Regions from separate parts of the Mus musculus genome. Here regions 2, 3 and 4 are each linked to region 1. The links are chromatin contacts, called in public HiChIP or PLAC-seq and promoter capture Hi-C maps. All regions are on one chromosome and are shown on one strand. Each heading gives the region's core, a stretch centred on a gene start, on an enhancer-like site or on the middle of the called end of the contact. The rest is flanking DNA. Distances are from core to core; before and after follow the strand shown. Region 1 holds the start of Neu1 (neuraminidase 1). Region 2 holds the start of H2-Q4 (histocompatibility 2, Q region locus 4). Region 3 holds the start of Nfkbil1 (nuclear factor of kappa light polypeptide gene enhancer in B cells inhibitor like 1). Region 4 holds the start of Tnxb (tenascin XB).

Region 1 (2,895 bases), core at 176-2,675:
TAAATGTCGGGATTACAGAGAAAGCCACCATGATGGTCTGGCATGTGATTTTTTTTTTTTTTTGTCTTGTTATCACCCTATGACATATACAGTTATTTATCCCACTTTGTGTGAGAAAAACAGGTTATACAGCCTGGTCTACAGCCAGCCAGGGAAGTTGTATCAAACTGCCTGAAGTGGCCCGGACAGGAAACCAGGATGTTTGGTTTATACACCCCAGATTATTTTGGGGTACAGTGGGGTGCCATTATCAGGATCCACCCTGACGGATCTACTTTGCCTCTCAGTCGAGGACCTGGAGAGAAATGATGGTTCCCAGGAGCGGCCTTACTACATGCCCAAGGCACTCCTGAAGATTCTGGGCAAGAAGAATGAGGCACCTACAGGGGGAAAGACCAGGAAGAAGTGAGAGACTCATCGTGACCTGGAAATGCAGCCCTCCTGTACAGAAGCCCTGCCGTCAATGCCTTGAGAATCACGATTTTGTAGAAAACAGATTTTATTAAAGACTAATATTTTATATTCTTGATAAGTTTATGGCTTTATTTTCAGTGAAAACTTGCTTCCTTTTTTTTTTTTTTTAATTAAAATCCAAATTGCTATCACACGATTCAATACCCAGTAAGAAAAACTTGTTCGGTGACTGAGGCCAGGAGACTGGGGTGTAACTCAGCTGGTAGAGTTTGCCTAGCATGGAAGGGTCCCCGGATTCTGTCTATAGCATAAGCAGGGCTGGGACACATGCCTGTAATCGGTACTTGGGAGGTACAGGCAGGAGCACTGGAATTTCCAAGTTATCTGTGTCTGTTTAGAGACAGAATTTTTCTGTGTAGCCCTGGCTATCCTAGAACTCACTCTGTAGACCAGGCTGGCTTAGAACTCAGGAAGGAGGGTGGCTCTTTTTTCATTCATTCGTCGCTTTTTTTTTTTTTTTTTTTTTTTAGCTTTTCAAGACAGGGTTTCTCTGTGTAGCCCAGGCTGGCCTCGAACTCAGAAATTTGCCTGCCTCTACCTCTGCCTCCCAAGTGCTGGGATTAAAGGCGTGCGCCACCACGCCCAGCTGCTTATTATTTTTAACCTAGTGATTCTAATCAGTGTTAGTCATGTGCTTAAGGGCATTGGGGTCATCCACTGGGACGTGGGGTACCATGGGCACACTCCTAAAGAAAAGTGCCTTTCTCTCCCCTAGCAGCCATCAACTGCCAAGATCTCCTCAGCTAGGAGTGGGGCTTCCCAACCCTAGGGACTCATACAAACTAGGAAGGTACTCTACCAACTGAGTCATATGCCATCCCTAACCTGTCTCTTCCACAAGGGGTCAGTGCCTTTCATAGCCGCCGGTTGCTTTAAAACACGCCCCGCCCCTTTCGTCACGTTCTGGCGTTAGAGCCAGTCAAAAGGCTCACACAGACTGGGGCCGCCTCTGGGTCACATGCTGATGGACTAATTGGAGTCGCGGCAGCGCGGGCTGCGGCCCCCAAGGGGAGGGGTCGGAGTGACGTGCGCGCTTTTAAAGGGCCGAGGTCAGCTGACGGCTTGCCACCGGTGACCAGTTCCTGGACAGGGATCGCCGGGAGCTATGGTGGGGGCAGACCCGACCAGACCCCGGGGACCGCTGAGCTATTGGGCGGGCCGTCGGGGTCAGGGGCTCGCAGCGATCTTCCTGCTCCTGGTGTCCGCGGCGGAATCCGAGGCCAGGGCAGAGGATGACTTCAGCCTGGTGAGCCTTGCTGCACCTGCAGAGGTGGCCACTGCCCAGCTCGGCCATCCCTCCGCGTGACACTCCTGCCCCTCCATCCCCTCCCAACACCTTTGCTTCCTTGGGCCCCTGGCTCAACTGTTATGGGGTCCTGCCCCTCATCCCTGAAGGTTCCTTCTCCCCTCGCAGCCTCTCCTTGCTCAGGAGCCTCCAGGTTCGGCCCATACTATCCTCTGGGCTCCCACCTCTTGTTCTAGGACACCCTTCACCCCTACTCAGGCTCCCCATTACCCTCTCTCATGGGAACCCTGGCTGGAGCCAGTACCTATCGGTCTTAGGTACCTTAAACCTCGTGAAGCTTGTCTGCATTGAGGTGTCCTTCTGCGCAGGTGCAGCCGCTGGTGACCATGGAGCAGCTGCTGTGGGTGAGCGGGAAGCAGATCGGCTCTGTAGACACTTTCCGCATCCCGCTCATCACAGCCACCCCTCGGGGCACGCTCCTGGCCTTCGCTGAGGCCAGGAAAAAATCTGCATCCGATGAGGGGGCCAAGTTCATCGCCATGAGGAGGTCCACGGACCAGGGTAACAAAGGCTCCCGGGTGGAAAGAGCGGGTGCTGGGTTGTATGGGTGATCGGGGTAGGGAGTTGGGGGTTCCCTTCATCAATGGAGCAGAGCCGAGCAGACCCCGGGGACCACTGAGCTGCTGGGCTGGTTGGGGTCAGGGGCTCACAGCGATCTTCCTGCTCCTGGCATCCGAGGCCAGGGCAGAGGATGACTTCAGCCCAGAGATAGAACTTTGGGGCTTGAGTCCCTAATGAGTTAGGGAAACCAGAGGATGAATTTTGTCCATAGTTTCTGTAACTAAGAACCAAGGTACTGAAAATGAGAATTATGTCTCAGGGGAATTAGCAGGAAATAATGTCAGAGAAAGAAGAAACATGGTTCTGGTGCCACATTGAGGTCCCCGGGGAGAGGCAGGAAGTAAACAACAACCCGTACAATTTTCTCTCTGCTCTTTTTTTTTTCTTCTTCTTCTAGGTAGCACGTGGTCCTCTACAGCCTTCATCGTAGACGATGGGGAGGCCTCCGATGGCCTGAACCTGGGCGCTGTGGTGAACGATGTAGACACAGGGATAGTGTTCCTTATCTATACCCTCTGTGCTCACAAGGTCAACTGCCAGGTGGCCTCTACCAT
Region 2 (2,895 bases), core at 228-2,727, 450 kb after region 1:
TAGGTTGGTCAGGAAGAAACCTAAGAGCATCAAATCCCCACGGAAAATGCTCACAGCATCCAATAACAGTGGTTCAGGGAGACAGGGTCTGCTGAATCCCGGTGAATCTGGGGGGCTGCTGTGGAGATCTGCATGGGGAGGTGACTGGAGTTCACACCGGTGGTCACACACATTTGTTGCTCTGTGTGATGAGTGACTCTCTTCAGGAGTCCCCACCCAACTCTGCTCTTCTTTCCACTTCACTTCTGTGGCTATGGTTTGAAAAGATCCACAGAATCATGAAATGGGTAAAATTAATCTTCCCCCACACTACTGATCAGGGATGAAACCTCACATCACCAGTGTGTGCTCTCTGGCATGAGAATCATCTTTCTTCCAGTGTCCACACTGCACAGGCCTGAGAAACTCTGGGGCCAACTCGGTTATCAGAACCAGTGTCCCACACAGCTGTGACATTCATGTCCCTCACCTCATCAGTTCAAAAGTGTGAGTGAAGGTCAGGGAGGGAGGGAGAGGGTCAGAAATTACATAGCTTCTACCGTACTATCATCATTATTCTGTGTTATAGTTGGTGACAGTTCCTCTCCTACTGTTATTGAGTCACTAAAGCAACTGCACCATGGAAGTACAGTCACAGAGAAGTGAAGTGGAGACAGGGATCAGTGCCCTGCTGTCTGTGGTCTGCACAGGGGTCTCTCTTCAGTGGACAAGGGGGTCTCCTGTGCTGAGACAATGTCCCAGGTCCACAGAGACAAACTCAGAAGGAAGATCTTTGTTTTTAAAAAAACAAAAAAGAAACAAACAAAAAACCTGCAGCCACAGACTTCATCTAGGAAGTGACACAAGGAATCTGTGTCCCAGCACAGGGCTGAGAAGACAGATCCTGAGGGAAAAGACGAAGTATCCTCTTTATAGAAGAGAGTCCTGCACTCAGGCTTGGCAGTGTGAGCCGCCCACTGCAGGTGAACAGAGCCTGGTCTCTGTGGTGTTCTAATGGGGCTTGCAGGCCAGCGCCTCTGCTTTAAGGAGAAGCCTCTCTCCACTGCATCCCCAAGCGCTTGTGTTGCCATTGTATTCCTGGAAGTGGCTTTTCTTCTGGAAGGCTCCAGGGTCTGACTTCTGAAGAGAAGAAGGAAGAGGAAGGGTGGAGGGAAGATACAGAGAGTCTGGCCTGCAGGTCTCTTCTCTCCTGGTGTCCTGACAGCTTCTGGGTCAGAACTCGGAGACACCAAGACAAACAGCTCTCTGTCCACAGCACAGGGTTCAGGCAAAGTCTTAGTCTCCAGGCAGTGAGATCAGGGGTGGGGATTTCCCATCTCCCCAGTTTCACTTCTGCTCCTAACTTGGGTCAGGTCCTTCTGCCCGGACACTGATGACTTACTGGCAGTTCTCACCCCCATTGGGTGACGTGATCACCGGGAACCAATCATCGTCGCCGCGGGAGCAGGTTATAAAGTCCACACAGCCCGCCAGAGTCAGATGCCCAGAATCCCAGAGGGGAGCAATGGCGTCAACAATGCTGCTTCTGCTGGTGGCAGTCGCCCAGACCCTGATCGAGATCCGCGCGGGTGAGTACCGGGTCCGGAGGGAAATGGCCTCTGAGGAAAGGGGAGGGGGCGGCACGGGGGAAGCCGCGTCCCGGCGTCGCCCACCTGACCCTCCGCCCCTTCTCCACCCTAGCCCCGCGCCCTGCTCCCCTCCCGGCCCGCTCACCCGCCGGGGGTCCCGGAAGGAGTTCGGGGTCTCACCGCGCCCTGCCTCCAGGCCCACACTTGCTGAGTTATTTCTACACCTCCGTGTCCCGGCCGGGCCTTGGGGAGCCCCGGTTCATCTCTGTCGGTTACGTGGACAACACGGAGTTCGTGCGCTTCGACAGCGACGCGGAGAATCCGAGATATGAGCCGCGGGCACCGTGGATGGAGCAGGAGGGGCCGGAGTATTGGGAGCGGGAAACACAGAAAGCCAAGGGCAATGAGCAGATTTTCCGAGTGAACCTGAGGACCCTGCTCAGCTACTACAACCAGAGCGCGGGCGGTGAGTGACCCCGGATCGGAGGTCACGACCCCTCCACGTCCCAAAACAGGGGCCCGAGACGTCCCGGGCCCCAAGTTCGAGGTTCTGAGCAGAACGGACGCGGGACTGGTTTCCCTTTCAGTTTGGAGGAGTCCGCGGGTGGGCGGGGCCGGGGCGTGTGGGCGGGGCTGACCGCGGGGTCCCGCAGGCTCTCACACTATTCAGGTGATCTCTGGCTGTGAAGTGGGGTCCGACGGGCGCCTCCTCCGCGGGTACCAGCAGTTCGCCTACGACGGCCGCGATTACATCGCCCTGAACGAAGACCTGAAAACGTGGACGGCGGCGGACATGGCGGCACAGATCACCCGACGCAAGTGGGAGCAGGCTGGTGCTACAGAGAAAAGCAAGGCCTACCTGGAGGGCGCGTGCGTGCAGTCCCTCCGCAGATACCTGGAGCTCGGGAAGGAGACGCTGCTGCGCACAGGTGCAGGGGCCGCGGGCAGCTCCTCCCTCTGCCCTCGGGCTGGGGCTCAGTCCTGGGGAAGAAGAAACCCTCAGCTGGGGTGATGCCCCTGTCTCAGAGGGGAGAGAGTGACCCTGGGTCTCCTGATCCCTCATCACAGTGACTGCACTGACTCTCCCAGGGCTCAGCCTTCTCCCTGGACAGTGCCCAGGCTGTCTCAGGAGGGAAGGAGAGAATTTCCCTGAGGTAACAACAGCTGCTCCCTTCAGTTCCCCTGTAGCCTCTGTCAGCCATGGCCTCTCCCAGGCCGGGTTCTCAGCCCACTGTCTGTAGACACTGACTCCTGTCCTGCTGAGTGTGTCAGCCCTTACACCTCAGGACCAGAAGTCGCCTTTAACTGATGGGAGACATGGACTACC
Region 3 (2,895 bases), core at 157-2,656, 300 kb after region 1:
ATCCCAGCAACCACATGGTGGCTCACAACCATCTGTCGTGAGATCTGACGCCCACTTCTGGCACGTCTGAAGTCAGCTACAGTGTACTTATTTATAATAATAAATATGGGCAGGAGAGAGTGCGGTTGCCCTAAAATTCAATTCCGAACAACCAGATGAAGACTCACAACTATCCGTACTGCTACAGTGTGTACTCATATACATAAAATAAATAAATCTTCAAACAAACAAACAATCACACCATGCTAGCACACACCCCTTAGTTGATTGGGCGATGTTAGGATAAGCTTTTCTGTTACTAGAGAGATATGGCCACATCCCAACCAGGGATCTTCAACAGTTCCCAAGGACCAAAGAACTAACTTATTTCCCAACTATTTTGTTGTATGATACAGGGTCTCTCTGTAGTCTTGGAGCTCACTGTGTAGGCTACATACTTAGAGAGATTCTCCTGCCTCTGCTTGCCCAGAGTCAAAAGACCTGCGCCACCACACCAGGCCTTTATTTCCCACGCATTCTTTCAGTTCAGATCTGGCCAGCTTCTCAAGACCAGTTCCCACGGACCCACTCACCATCAGGGCCCTGGCGGGCAGCAGCGTGCAGCGCCGTGTCGCCATGGCGGTCCTGGTGGGCAGGGTCAGCGCCGAGACGCAGCAGCAGGCACAGGGCAGGGGCATCGTGGCGGGCGCAGGCCCTGTGGAGAGGCGGGGGCTGCCCAGCGTCCACATCAAGCCCGGGATGTCGCTGGAGGAGAGCCTGGGCTCGCACCAGCCGTCCTGCAGACAAGTACCGCCGGAAGCGTCGCTCTCGGCGGTGCCGGCGGGAAGCGGAGGCCATGGAACAACTCTGGGGCTGAGGAAGAAGTGGGAAATGGCAGCGGTGAGGTCCCAGCTCCGCTCTTCCCCGTTTCTCCCTTTACCTCCTATTTCCTCCCCCTTGCATCTCCAGCAAGAGATAAGGCCTATTCTAAACTCTCATCCCTTAGCAGATGGCAAGTTTGGGGCGGAGGGTGGGGATGGGGTTGGAGTTGGGGGCTGGTGGGGAGGGGGGAATCACAGAGTTAATTTTTGATGTAATTTTTGAGAAAATGATACATAGTTGTTTTAAGGTTCCAGAGCCCAAGAAAAAAGTTAATTCTGAACTTTGGAGGGAAACAACAACAACAACAACAAAAATCAAGTAAGGCCAGATGGGGGCAATTTTCATTAGCCACAAATCTGGAGAAAAGTCACAAATTCAAAGAGCGATCTAGAAATGGAATATAATGTACCCGACAGACAGACGTAGAGGCTTCTTCCTCTGGGGCCTGGGGGGAGGGGTTACTCATCAGACCTGCTCCCCGCCCCCCCAAGGACCCTCAGAGACGGAGGCCGGAGGCCTGGGCTTAAGACGCTCGGAGAAGGGAGGTGGGGAGGGAGGAGGCGCGCCAGGATGCAGGAAATGGCGCAAGCACACGCGCAAGTTTCGGGCGGAAATGAACTGTGTGTTCCATCCCGGAAATCGTACCGAACGCTCGGACTGGGTGACTTGTGATTAGGTCTCCGGAGGGGAAATAAGACAATTTGCGACATAGGGTCCTCCTGCAAGCGGAAGATGAGAGGCGAGCTTTCGAAGGGAGGCAGAGGCAGAGGCAGGCCTGGTCTATAGGGCGAGCTGCAGCGACAGCCAGGACTACAGAGAGAATCCCTGTCTCGAAACACACACACACAATCTCACACACACACACATAATCACACACACACCACACAACCACAATGAGGCCAAGTATATGGGTAGATCAAAAAAGAAAAACACATGGTTAGACACTAACAAGGCAAACGTAGGACAGAGCAGGGAGATGTGTGCAGACGTTCAGATTTGGGGGGAAAGTCTGAAGAGAAGATGGAGGCTGAAAAGAGGGGGTAAGGGCGGAGGGAGGCGTGGAGACACAGTTGGGAGTGTAAGTGAAACCCAGCGTACTGTGTCCAAGCGCATCCTTACCTTCCCACACCATTCTCATCGCCTTTGTGTCTCCTTCGAGACCACCAACCAAGATCTCCTCACACCCAAACACTCTGCCCTCCGCTTCCCCCAGACCCATCTCTGTGGACCCTGGTGACACGGAGAGGCCCTGCACCTGCTGCAGTAGTCAGCACAGGGCTGGTCTCTGCTGCCCTCGGGCGGCCGTTTCGGGTACTACCTCAGTGAGGTTCGAGAGGAGGACCAGTCATCAGTGTGAGGATGACAGACACCCACCCGGTGCAGGAGACTGAGTGAAAACGGGAGCGCTAAGACCCAGTGGGAGTGGAGGACCGCATCAAGGGCCCGGAGGAGTAGGCGCTGGAGGGTGGGAGCCGTCTGGTACCTCGGTCGCCTTCGGAACAGCATCCTCTCTAGTGATAAAAATGGCCAGTCAGACCCAGGGTATCCAGCAGCTCCTCCAGGCTGAGAAGCGGGCAGCGGAGAAGGTGGCCGATGCCAGGAAGAGTGAGCCCCCCTTTCCTCTCTTAGGAATATGGAAGGAGAATTTAGGAATAGGGGATAGCGGGCATTTGAGTCCTTAGGAAAAAAAAGCCCAAGGACAATGAGGACAGATGGGGGACTGAGGCTATTAGGGTAGAAGAAACGGGTGGGTTTTACAGTCTAGCATTTGGTTGGTTGACAGGAAACTGGATAACTTTCTAGAGGGCACTGATCCCACTAACGCACCTGGTTGTGTGTGTGTGTGTGTGTACACTCACTGTCCTTCTGCCTCTAGGGAAGGCCCGGCGACTGAAGCAGGCGAAGGAGGAGGCTCAAATGGAGGTGGAGCAATACCGCAGGGAGCGGGAACAGGAGTTTCAGAGCAAGCAGCAGGCGGTGAGTTGAGGGGGACAGGGATGGCCCCACCCAGGTGCAAATCGGTGGGTGCCTCTT
Region 4 (2,895 bases), core at 202-2,701, 260 kb before region 1:
ATAGTCTCATTGTAACTTATTGTGCTGCGTTCGATTTATATCCCTGGAATGTCTGCTCTTTTCTGAAGGGAAATGGAGGAGTGGATCTGGGGGAGAGGGGAGGCGGGAAGGACTGGGAGGGGTGGAGGGAAGGGAGGCTGTGGGTGAGATGAAATGTATGAGAGAAGAATTTTTTAAAAATTAAAAGGCAAGATGGGTGTGGTGGTGCATACCTTTGACCCCAGCACTCAGGAGGCAGAGGCAGGTAGATCTTTGAGTTTGAGGCAGGCCGGGTCTACAAAGAAAGTTCCAGGACAGTCAGCACTACACAGAGAAACAAAAAACTAACCAACCAACTAACCAACCAACCAAACAAACAAAAAAGTGATTGTTGGCTGAGCATAGTGGTGTCTGCTGGTCATCTTGGCTTTGCGGAGGTAGAGACAGGATGATCAAAAGTTCAAGGCCATCCTGGGCTGCATAGTGGATGTGAAGCTAGCCTGAGCTACAGGAGACCTGCATTAAAGAAAGAGAAGGAGAAGGAGGAAGAGAGAGAGGAAGAAGAGGAGAAGGAAGAAGAGGAGGAGGGAGAAGAGGAAGAAGAGGAGAAGGGAGAAGAGGAGGAAGAAGAGGAGGAGGAAGAAGAGGAGGAGGAAGAGGAGGAAGGAGGTGAAAAGAAGGTGGAGGGGAGGAGGAGGAAGAGGAAGAGAAGGAGGAGAAGAAGAGGAAGAGAATGAGGAGGAGGGGAGGAAGAGGAAGAGGAGAAGAGGAAGAGGAGGGGGGAGGGGGAAGGGTAGAGAAAGGAGTGGGATGGACTCACTCTCACCCCTACAGGAGTCTGTCAGGCTGTGCACTGGGCACTGGGGAGCTGGTCCAGGTGTTTGGGGAAGGCCATGGCCTCTGTACTCATCGGCCAGACTCCCTTGGCACAGACGTGTTGGCACCAACCTTATCCAGCAACTTTTCATGCTAAGCACATGCAGCAGAGTGGGGTCAGGCGAGGTACCTGTTCTCATGGGATGCTGAGTGCTATGTGGAGCGTGGGCGGGCCTCTGTGATTGGGAGGGTGGGGACAAGCGGCTCTGCCCGACATGAGGATGGCCTGAGTAAGGGCAGAACTGTTAAGATGTCAGCTTGTAGGCGTCAAAAAGAGCATTCTAGACAGAGGGGGCAAAGCACAGAGGCCTTAGGGTAGTCTTTGCAGAGCAAACAGAAGATGGGTTTGGAGCATAGTATCGGTGAGAGGAACACGGTGAAGGAGGGAAGACAGTGAGCAGACGACATCAGAAAGAGACAGACCAGATCTGCCCAGAGAGGCCCTTCTTCAGCTTTGGATTTTCATCCATGTGTGAGCTGAGTTTGTTGCCAGTAGGTGTTCTGCTGATGTGTGCTGGAGATGAGGGGAACTGACCTTTACTGAGTCAGTTCTCACACGGGTGTTTTTCCCCCCCCTCCCCCCAGCCTTCTGAACCATGGCAGCTCAGTGCACCCCGTCTATTCTGACCATCCTGGTGTTGCTTGGCTTAGCCAGAGCAGGCCCATTCTCTCCTCGGTCTAATGTGACACTTCCGGCCCCACGGCCCCCTCCCAAGCCCGGTGGTCCTTCTTCTCAGCTGTACGAGCATACTGTGGAAGGAGGAGAGAAGCAGGTGGTGTTCACCCATCGCATTAACCTGCCCCCGTCAGCCGGCTGCGGCTGTCCCCCGGGCTCTGAGCCCCCGGTGCCTGCTTCAGAGGTGCAGGCCCTGAGGGTCCGCCTGGAGATCCTGGAGGAGCTGGTAAAAGGGCTTAAGGAGCACTGCACAGGAGGATGCTGTCCCACTGCGGCCCAAGCTGGCACAGGTGAGCCGCTGGTGGGGTGGGGGAGGAGGGGGGGGGAAAGAGGGTGGGGATGGGAGAATCGCCAAGCAACTAGGAGCTAAAATGACCTTTTGAAAATAAGATGTCCATAGGACACTTACACGGGCTGGGTCTCACTTCTTATTGCTCCAGGCCAGACTGACGTGCGCAGCCTCTGCAGCCTCCACGGTGTCTTTGACCTGAGCCGCTGCGCCTGTTCCTGTGAGCCTGGCTGGGGTGGACCCACCTGCTCAGACCCTACGGACACAAAGACGCCCACCTCATCGCCGCCCTCCAAGTCCTGTCCCGAAGACTGCAACGACCAGGGACGCTGCGTCCGAGGACGCTGCGTGTGCTTCCCCGGCTACAGTGGCCCCAGCTGTAGCTGGCCCTCTTGCCCTGGAGATTGTCAGGGGCGCGGGCGCTGCGTGAAGGGCGTGTGCGTGTGTCGCGCGGGCTTCTCAGGCCCTGACTGCAGCCAGCGCTCTTGCCCTCGCAACTGCAACCAGAGAGGACGCTGCGAGGAAGGACGCTGCGTGTGTGACCCCGGCTACTCCGGTGAGGACTGTGGGGTGCGGAGCTGTCCCAGGGGATGCAGCCAAAGAGGCCGCTGCGAGAACGGCCTCTGCGTGTGCAACCCCGGCTACTCTGGCGAGGACTGTGGGGTGCGGAACTGTCCCAGGGGCTGCAGCCAGAGGGGTCGCTGCGAGGACGGCCGCTGTGTGTGCGATCCCGGCTATAGTGGCGAAGATTGCAGCATGAGGACCTGCCCATGGGACTGTGGCGACGGAGGGCGCTGCGTGGACGGTCGCTGCGTGTGCTGGCCCGGGTACTCGGGCGAAGACTGTAGCACGCGGACGTGCCCGCGTGACTGCCGTGGCCGGGGCCGCTGCGAGGACGGGGAATGTATCTGTGACGCAGGCTACAGTGGCGACGACTGCGGTGTGCGGAGCTGCCCCGGGGACTGTAACCAAAGGGGCCACTGTGAGGATGGCCGCTGCGTGTGCTGGCCCGGGTATACTGGAGCGGACTGTAGCACGCGCGCCTGCCCACGGGACTGCAGGGGCCGCGGGCGCT

Evidence for each region. Promoter capture Hi-C pulls out the DNA fragments that hold promoters and counts their contacts. HiChIP or PLAC-seq counts read pairs in DNA pulled down with a chosen protein or histone mark.
Region 2: an HNF4G HiChIP or PLAC-seq map of pancreatic cancer cells shows a contact between it and region 1. The contact joins the promoter of H2-Q4 here to the promoter of Neu1 in region 1. A contact is called at or near these places in 2 of 115 datasets of contacts at active chromatin or transcription factors (microglia and pancreatic cancer cells).
Region 3: a contact with region 1 is called in a promoter capture Hi-C map of pre-B cells. The contact joins the promoter of Nfkbil1 here to the promoter of Neu1 in region 1. A contact is called at or near these places in 15 of 39 promoter capture datasets (the 3T3-L1 cell line, the C10 cell line, the HPC-7 cell line and 9 more), 1 of 15 datasets of contacts at CTCF or cohesin (embryonic stem cells), 9 of 484 Hi-C or Micro-C datasets (B cells, CD8 T cells, cardiomyocytes and 2 more), 19 of 115 datasets of contacts at active chromatin or transcription factors (the SCID.adh cell line, T-cell acute lymphoblastic leukemia, bone marrow-derived dendritic cells and 9 more) and 3 of 9 other capture datasets (adipose tissue, embryonic stem cells and liver).
Region 4: a contact with region 1 is called in a promoter capture Hi-C map of liver, with 2.1 times the contacts expected there. The contact joins the promoter of Tnxb here to the promoter of Neu1 in region 1. A contact is called at or near these places in 5 of 39 promoter capture datasets (the SN4741 cell line, cranial neural crest, embryonic stem cells and 2 more), 3 of 484 Hi-C or Micro-C datasets (the G1E-ER4 cell line, cumulus cells and embryonic stem cells), 4 of 115 datasets of contacts at active chromatin or transcription factors (the HPC-7 cell line, embryonic stem cells, pancreatic cancer cells and 1 more) and 1 of 9 other capture datasets (adipose tissue).

Annotation. Positions count from the first base shown.
Region 1 is chr17:34,929,828-34,932,722 of GRCm38.p6, forward strand. It overlaps Neu1 (neuraminidase 1), which reads left to right and starts at 1,426. Exons shown (of 6, transcript NM_010893.3): 1 at 1,426-1,720; 2 at 2,089-2,281; 3 at 2,739-2,895. The coding sequence starts at 1,580. Slc44a4 (solute carrier family 44, member 4) reads left to right here. Exons shown (of 21, transcript NM_023557.3): 21 at 288-609. The coding sequence ends at 409.
Region 2 is chr17:35,378,140-35,381,034 of GRCm38.p6, forward strand. H2-Q4 (histocompatibility 2, Q region locus 4) reads left to right here and starts at 1,478. Exons shown (of 6, transcript NM_001143689.1): 1 at 1,478-1,568; 2 at 1,681-2,034; 3 at 2,222-2,497. The coding sequence starts at 1,505.
Region 3 is chr17:35,234,380-35,237,274 of GRCm38.p6, forward strand. Nfkbil1 (nuclear factor of kappa light polypeptide gene enhancer in B cells inhibitor like 1) reads right to left here and starts at 1,407. Exons shown (of 4, transcript NM_010909.5): 1 at 1,271-1,407; 2 at 573-852. The coding sequence starts at 1,327. Atp6v1g2 (ATPase, H+ transporting, lysosomal V1 subunit G2) reads left to right here and starts at 2,217. Exons shown (of 3, transcript NM_023179.3): 1 at 2,217-2,466; 2 at 2,738-2,838. The coding sequence starts at 2,385.
Region 4 is chr17:34,669,084-34,671,978 of GRCm38.p6, forward strand. It overlaps Tnxb (tenascin XB), which reads left to right and starts at 1,452. Exons shown (of 33, transcript NM_031176.2): 1 at 1,452-1,821; 2 at 1,972-2,895. The coding sequence starts at 1,452.